Regions from separate parts of the Mus musculus genome. Here all the other regions are linked to region 3. A link is a contact called in public Hi-C data. All regions are on one chromosome and are shown on one strand. Each heading gives the region's core, a stretch centred on a gene start, on an enhancer-like site or on the middle of the called end of the contact. The rest is flanking DNA. Distances are from core to core; before and after follow the strand shown. Region 1 has its middle 45 kb from the start of Gm20752. Region 2 overlaps Gm20752 (predicted gene, 20752). Region 3 overlaps Lrrc7 (leucine rich repeat containing 7).

The links. A called contact is a pair of places that touch in the nucleus more often than the background predicts.
Region 1: a Hi-C map of cortical neurons shows a contact between it and region 3, with 1.7 times the contacts expected there. The contact joins two enhancer-like sites. A contact is called at or near these places in 4 of 484 Hi-C or Micro-C datasets (cerebral cortex, cortical neurons and forebrain) and 1 of 115 datasets of contacts at active chromatin or transcription factors (neural progenitor cells).
Region 2: a contact with region 3 is called in a Hi-C map of cortical neurons, with 2.4 times the contacts expected there. The contact joins two enhancer-like sites. A contact is called at or near these places in 4 of 484 Hi-C or Micro-C datasets (cerebral cortex, cortical neurons and embryonic fibroblasts).

The regions. Positions count from the first base shown.
Region 1 is chr3:159,030,467-159,033,166 of GRCm38.p6, forward strand. No RefSeq gene overlaps it. Among named protein-coding and RNA genes, the nearest start is that of Gm20752, 45 kb to the right of the region's middle. Within about 2 kb of position 1,310, at least 31 of the 459 cell types and tissues checked have an H3K27ac peak or open chromatin away from gene starts, as enhancers often do. A contact at or near this core is called in cortical neurons, where this site is marked.
Region 2 is chr3:159,142,756-159,145,455 of GRCm38.p6, forward strand. All of the region lies in intron 2 of Gm20752 (predicted gene, 20752), which reads left to right. Among named protein-coding and RNA genes, the nearest start is that of Gm20752, 68 kb to the left of the region's middle. Within about 2 kb of position 1,321, at least 5 of the 459 cell types and tissues checked have an H3K27ac peak or open chromatin away from gene starts, as enhancers often do. A contact at or near this core is called in cortical neurons, where this site is marked.
Region 3 is chr3:158,201,460-158,204,255 of GRCm38.p6, forward strand. It overlaps Lrrc7 (leucine rich repeat containing 7), which reads right to left. Exons shown (of 28, transcript NM_001081358.3): 11 at 891-1,035. Among named protein-coding and RNA genes, the nearest start is that of Lrrc40, 170 kb to the left of the region's middle. Within about 2 kb of position 1,407, at least 4 of the 459 cell types and tissues checked have an H3K27ac peak or open chromatin away from gene starts, as enhancers often do. A contact at or near this core is called in cortical neurons, where this site is marked.

The DNA of each region.
Region 1 (2,700 bases), core at 60-2,559, 830 kb after region 3:
CATATTTAATTTAAAAGTGTATAATATCATACTTGTCTACAAAGTTCTGTGATAACATGCCACATTCATCCTCCACTGCCCTCTAATTCTGTCTCCTTCCTACCTATTCCTCTTCTTTTCCCAATATTTCCCCTCTACTATTTATGCCCTTCTTTTCCTTTCTCTTTTCTCCTATTTTAGAATTCATCATTGAAGCAAAAAAACTGAACAATGGGAAGAATAAAGTGCGGCTTACGGGTCTCTTTTCTGCAGCTTGGATACTCAAAAAATGTGGTCCACTCTCAATAGTTTCTTCTCCTACCTCTTTTGTGCCTGGGTGTGATTTCTGTCTTTGCAAGCAAGCTAGAAATAGCCTCAGCTGTGCATGTGCTTGTGGGGGTGGAGAGAGAAAGAAGTGATGTGGAATAAAAAGCAATGGAGGCAGATGGGAGCAAATCGCCCCCACAATTCCTTGGGCTTAGAAGGTTGTACCAGGCACTGTAGATCTTGTGCTGACCATTTCAGTCTCCCCAATTCTGCTCATCATCTTGTAATTCACTGCCACAATCTCTACCCTTTTTTGAAAGCAAGTAGGAAACTGTTTTGGAGGAACTCTCATAGACATGGTGAGTGCTGTAAAGCACAATACCTACTGTAATTTCTCATATGCTGGTGATCTCCAGAAAAGCTCTTGATAAGTCAGCAACTTGTTCACATAGAAATCAGATTCATCATCAAGAAAATACATGGGATGTAATGAACACTGTTCATTGCTGTCAATGCTAAAAGCAGCGTCTCTGAAAGTGTCTCCCTCCCTCCCCACCCTTTTTCTTCCTTTCTTTTCTTTCTCTCCCCTTCATTTCTCCAGATCTCTCTTTATTTTCTTTCTTTCCTTTCTTCTCCCAACCTTCCCTCCCAACTCTCTCCTTCCCACTCTTTATTCCTTTATCTCTTCCTCCCTACTTCACTACTCCATTGGAAAGGCATTTCCCCACCTCCCTAGGGTCTTTTTCTCTGTAATTTTAGACTTTAATTTTTCTAGGATTGGATTGTTAACCATAAAGCACTATTTTTAAAATACTTTTCATCCTTAAGCATTCCATCTGAGTGAGTATAGGTGTGTGCATAGAAACCAAGAGTTTACCCCAGAACTTAAGGAGAGATGATCAGGAAGGTAATCTTACGACCACCACTGGTATCTGCTGTTTTAGAATTAAATTCCATTCAAAATACTGAACCTTGTGTAGGTGGAAAATGGATTGGGCAGCCAAAAGATTGAGTGACTCAGACACAGCAGCCAACTGTGAGGAATGGTTACCAAGCAACTGTCTCAAAGGCTTCCTGGCAGTTCCCTAGAGGATGCTTCCCTAGAGGATGCTGCCCCCTTTCTAGAGAACCCTTCTTTGCTCAAGCTGTAGTTTTTGACTGCAATGTATTTTTCCTTTTGTTTACTCAACCTGTATCCTCTGCCTATGACGCTCTAAGACTGCCTTGCCCTGATACATTCTGCACACGATGATGTTAGCCTCCTCTAAGTTCCAAAATTTCATCTACATTGTTTCATCATAAACTGTACCTAACCTATGCTAAAATCTCTTGATCACTTGAAGTAATTTTATATTTTAGATTCTCTCTAGAATCTAGAGTGTATTTTTATCACACTTATTTTTTAGTTATTTAGTATAACAATAAATCATGACTCATAGTTGAACTTGAACCATCTTATGTAAGTTTTGTTATATTACTTTAGATATGGCTATATGGTGTTAAAACAAAATAATCTGCAATAGAAAATTCTTGCTATTCATCACCTACCTCTCCTACCCTACCACCATTAAATCATGAAATTGGTGATGGGAGTCTCTTTAGTTTACACACTTATCACCTGGGATGGAAGGATCACTTGAGTCCTCAAGTTTGAGAAAACCCTGGAAAACAGAAAAATCCTTACCTCAAGAAACCAAAAACAAACAAATGAACAAAATCAATCAACCAACCAACCAAACCAATCAACCAATCAAACACATAAACAAACAAACAAACAAAAAACCCTGCATTTTCTTTCTAGCCTTTCTTATAATCTATTACTTCTTTGAGCAAATCAACACAAAAAATAATTGTGTAGCTATTTCTCAAATCACAAATTGGCCTTCATGTCACTAAATAGTGAATTAGCCTATAATGGGAAGAAGTAAAAATTTTTAAAAATATTTGTTTTGCTATGTATGATTTTTTTTTTCTAAAGTGCTATAATCTTAGAAAAACTGTAGGTGTGTTCAAAGACTAAAGCTAGTGAGTAACATCTTTTGGAGACAGAAGCACCCCAATCATTCTCTAGTTTGTGTTCTGCTTGGGTTTATGTGCCCATCATTTCTCTACTCAGCAGGTGCCAAGATAATGAGATCCATATGGAACAAATTACTCAGGGGTAATGGGATCTAGTTCTGACAGGAAGAGTTCAGGACACAGAACAGTGCTTTTACTGTGGGAAGAGGCATCGCATCAAGGTCTCATGTAGTCATAGCTTCAATCTCCTTAAAGTGAGAATGACTTTGAACTCCTCTTTCTTTCTCAACTCAAAAATGCTATGATCACAGCAACGTGCCACTATAGTGGCTCTCCTGAGAGTTTATTCTCAGGGCCCAGCCATTTGGTGACTCATTTTAAAACAAAATAAAACATCAAAACAAAACAAAAAGCATATCTCTTAAAGGTATCTTC
Region 2 (2,700 bases), core at 71-2,570, 940 kb after region 3:
TTATTGTGCTTGAAGTGTTTTAGGGCATGCAGGTCTTGCTGTAGTAGAATGGCTGGGTTTCAGTTATATCATATTGTCCTGACTTTTGTTGATTTTGTTCTTACATTGGCCTTTTGTCATCTGGTTATCCCTAGGGTTGTCAGGCCTTGTAGTCCCTGATAGCAGCAGTCCTCTGGGATTGAAGGTAGACCTTGTCCTGTGTGGCAGTAGACCTCCAGGAATGCAGGCAGAGCTGATGTTCCCTGTTCTCACATTGGCCTTTTGCCATCTGGTTGTCCCTAGAGATAGTAGTCCCTTATGGCTGCAGGTCTCTGGGATTGCAGGTAGAGGTTTGCACCAGAAGATGAAACCTAGAGAAGACAGGGCAGACCTCAAGGATGCTGGGCTTGCTGGGAAACACACCTGGCAGGGGCTTTGGTGGTGTGGGATCCCATCTGGTTCCTCTTGGTGACAGTGGGTCTCCAAAGATGCAAGTAAAGCTTGGCCCAGGAAATGGAGAGGGAACAGGTGTCCCTCAATCTGATGCTGTTGAGCTTGCCTGAAAGGTCTAGAGAGTTGTCTTTATTCTTTCTGACCATTTTCTGGAGAAAAATAACTTACTATTTTTTTAATTGAAAATGTGACTGGATAAGTTCAATGTTATGTTAATCTATTTTTTTTGCCTATTTTTTCTCTTGATATTCTATGTTCATTATCTCTCACCTGACAATAGGAGAAACTGTGCAAACTTAATATACATTTTTCATAACAGCTCTGTGGATTTGCAACTTAAAAACCACAATGTTTCAGTTATCTCTGTGTAATCATAAAGTGTTAATATTGTATCTTCAAAGTAAAATACATAAATGTTTGATGTAATTGAGTAGCAAACTATGCCTCCTCTGAAAATCTGAGAACAAATAGCATAAAACTCTAAGACACAAATGGAGGCTGGGGGTAAAGAAGGGAAATGATCTTGAGTAGGAAGAAAAGCTCTTGAATTTTCTACTGGATTTTGCAGAGGAAGAGAACTTCACACTATGCCCTTTTGTTGCCTGTGGTGACCATCAAAGTATCAGCAACACAGTTTCCACAAAGCATGCCTCTAAATAGTTCTGCAGTTGTTGCCACCTCTGGTGAGAGGAAAGGATTGCTGTATTCTCTGTTCTAATTCAATTCTGTAAGTATTGATTGAGCTCCTGACATGTGTTCAGCCACGGTTGACCTGACTTGAAGCTGTAGCGTCTGGCTGCCTATATTTACTGCTATAGATAGAGCAGGCAAGCTTTAATCCTGCATAGCTGCCTCCCTGATCCTCCTCTTTTCTGCAGCACATGAAACTCTGTTCTGTTTCCCAAAGCTGTATAATGCATTCTCCTAGAAGATATATTTAATGAGTGAATTTCTCAAAGGTGCTTCCATGTTGGGAAATACTGCCATCTGTATGTCTATTAGAGATTTTTTTTTCACTTTGCTTAGTGCAAAGACTAAGACCACTTTCAACAATGGGATCTTCTTAGTTTTATGATGTTTTCCATGATTATTTGGCCACAAATTTTTTCTGCTTCTTCTTAGTTTCCTTTTATTCTTATATTTTATTTTGTTTTCTTTTAGTATTTTATTTTTGAGGTAGGATCTTATTCTGTAGTCCTTCCTGGTCTCAATTACTGGGAATAAAGGCATATGCTATCACATCTGGCTTCCTTTAGATTTAAATGGTGATCCAGACTTTGAGCTACAGTTGGGTAGACAAAAATTCAATTATACAGGAGGTAGAACTGGCACTTCTCCTTATCCCTGTTATCTATCACAATGTAACAATGGACAAACTATTTTACTATCAATGTGGAAAATAAAATACATTCTATAAAGTTTCGACCTTCAGTAGAAGTGAAATTGGTGAGGTCATTATTACCAAACAGGAAGTCTAAAGTTGACCATTCTTGCCCAATCATTTACATCAACATTGCTCAGAGAACCATTTTATTTAAAGACAGTCCTAGATATTCATATAATCCTGAGATGGTAAAGATCCCTTTTATTGGAATGACCACACTGACCTCATCCTATGGAAATCTGATTTTCTTATCTGTCTGAAGACTTCAAGAAGCTTCTGAAAAGATAATCTCTTGAAGCCTAGCATTTCAAGTTCCAGGGTACTTTCTCTTTACTGAGTTCTCCTGTCATATCACATATTGAATGCCTAGCAAGTTATGCAAATTTTTATAGATCTCACTAAAGATGATGCATCTTCTAGATTTGATTATGATCTTATTAGTTAAAAAATTCATACGCGCTATTTAGCATACTGTTTGGAAGAACTACAAAGATGACTGTTGAATGATTGCAGGCTTCCCTTTACTTGATTATTTTTATCCATTGGGGCAATATGGGGTAGTAGAACCTGCTTATTTTGGGAAGGAACCTTGAGGACATGAGACAAGCAGAATCTGGCAAGGTTCAAAACTGTCAGAAAGAAGTCATTTGGAGAAGTGCAAGGTAGCTCTTTTAGAGAAATGAATCAGTGTACCTGGGAATGAAGGGTGAATAACAAATTCTATACACTGGTGCAGCAGAATACATATTGCCTCAAGAGGTATCCTATGTGGCTGCAGATCCATGGAATTGTGGGAGATGGAGCACAGAGCAAGAGCTGGGTTGAGACATGTCTAAACTTTGGGGTCAGGAGGAGTAGGACTGGTATACCTCCTACCCCAGGCC
Region 3 (2,796 bases), core at 157-2,656:
TGAAGATTTCTGTTACATCTGACAGTTGGAGAAACACTTTTGGAAATGTGTTGATTATGTAAATAAAAAGCCAGCCAATTTATGAGAAAAACTAAACTATGTGATTTTGTTAAAACCAGTGCTCTCCATCAGCCTGAAGGATCAGTTAAAGTGGTGATAAAATATTAAAGGGAACTGGAAAACTGCCCTGTCATCAAGTTTCCCTCCCACTGGGCTACTTAGCCTTTAACTTCCAGAAACGTTAGCAAGTTGCTAAATACAATGGCACATCTACTGCAAATAGGTTCAAATCCCCATTTCAAAGTTATGAGAATTGACGTTTATTCTCCTACCTGAGACATCTCAAAAATAATAGGAAGAATATAAAAGAATATTATTACCCAGTCCTTTATAACTTTACTCATAAAATTCATAAAATGCATAAAATTCCCTAGTGTGCAAGCTATACTTACAATTATTCCTACTGACAAGCATCTTACAACATATTAAGGACAACGCGTCTTTTAAAAATAATGGAATTAAGAATCTAATTTATATTCACACATTTTTGTGTTACTTACCTGTCATTCCAATGTTAAAATGCACCCACTATCACCAAATAACTCTAAATCGAAATTCTTACTTCTCATGACAACACTGTGCAATTCAGGACATTTGATAATTTAAGGGTATATACCAATTTACTAGGAAGAGAGCTGGATATGGTAGCTAAAGTTAACTGTTCATTTTAAGGAATTCATAATATGTTGTTTTATGATCTTGCATGGTAAATTTGCTAGTTCATTAATGTTAGACTAGTAGTATATTACCTACATGCATAAACAAGTTATACTGCCAAAAAAACCTGTACACTTGACATAATTACTCATGACAAAATGTTACATCCTCACCTATTGAGTCAGGCAGCTGTTGCAACATATTGGATGATAGTAAGAGGTCCTCGAGGGCTTCACATCCAGAAATATCCATATCAACCGTTTCTATCCTGTTTTTTGACATATCCAGGTATACCAACATCTTTAACTTCCCTATAGACTTGAAGACAGTGCATAAACTCAGGGTTAGTTGGGGGAACTTTCATAAGGCTCTTGAAGTTGTGAAAACCACAATGTTGTGAAATTAATTTTAACACCACCGCCACAGCAATAGGAAGCATATGGAAGCACTGGTCAAATGTACACTGGTTGGAAATGGATACAAGTGTATCCAATTGGAAACACAGAATCCTTACATGATCTACATACCTCTAGACCTATTCTGCAGAATAAAGCCACACATGTACCCAAATGATTATGGATACATTATTCACAGCAGCTAATCCTGCCTCAATGACTGCATAGGAAGGCAAAAGTGGCCTGCCCACATAATGGATGTTCTTTGGCAGTAGCAGTGAGTGAAGTGTTGAAATGTGCTTCAAAATAGATGAACTTTGAAAGGTGCAAGTCACAAAAAACCCACACAGCATAGATTACACTCATATGCAATCTCCAAAACTGGTAAATGTATAGACAGAAAGTAGAGAAGATTGCCAAAGATTTAGGATTTCTTTTAAGGGTGATGGGAATGTTCTAAAGTTAGGTTATGATGATGTTTATAGAACATTGTGAGTCTGCTAAAAAATCCGCCGAGTTGTAAATGCCTGTGAATTATATCTCACAGCAGTGGTTATAGATAAATTTTGAGTCAACGCAGCAGTCAGAGCACCACAGTTCTCAAAGTTGCCAATGGGGCACTGAGCATTGCATATTATTCTTATGGTTGAGATGCCTCAGAGAGATTTAGAATTGTAATCCGAACTTTATTCTGCTAATTAGAGTATGGGAGGCAAGGAGGTCTTTGAATTCACAGATAAGGACTAGGGGAACCTGGAATTTTAAATACACAGGGTTGTTCCTTCAAAGAAAGGAATACATAGCTTGTCATCTACCCAGAAGTCTGGGAAAAGATATTAATAGCCTGCTTACCTTTGTGAGATCTTTGTGGGTAAGATTACACTGGACCCTCCCTCAGACCTTTATCATAAGTTTGTTTTTCTCAGTCAGTCTACAGAATCCATCTGTATGGAAGGTGTCAACTTTACAAAAAGTTTTGATGTAGTATATCTGATCTTCATTTAATTTACTTTGTTCTTCAAAGAGATTTATGTTTGCTTTATTGTGCACATGGGACTGAGTTAATTATCACCTGGGAAGTTTTCACCAAATTGTGTGTTGCTTAAATATACCTAAAATAAGCTACTCAGGGTCAGACTCCAAAGTTTGAATCAACTTTATATACTTATTCATGCTGAACTGAACTGCTTTCTTGCCTCCCACAGATCATTACTCTGCTGGCCATGGTGGTCACAGAGACCCCTGTATTAGAGTTTCAACATTCTGCTCTTTCACTATCCATTTTTGAGACTCCCTATTATATGCTGCTATCTGTGTTATGAATTGCAGACAACATCAGGGCCAGGCAGCTATCTGGGAAGACATAGATAAAGACAAAGGCATTTTAAAATTTAAAATTTAAAATTTTGAAATGAACTGTCATTGTGAAGTACAGGCTGGTCTTCAACTTAAAACATTCCTTCTTCCAAGGACTTTAATCATAACTACTCAACACCATAATTGTCAAAACAAGGTTTTTATCTCTAGGGAAGTTTTTACATTAGTGAGGACAACATCCAAAGAAACAATTAAAAATACTCTTTATAGGTACATGAAAATTCATATGGGAAATATCACAGAAGAAAGGAGAAAAAAACCAAGACTGTCCAACAGTTGTTATTTGTCAAGAAAGAGGAAAGTCAAA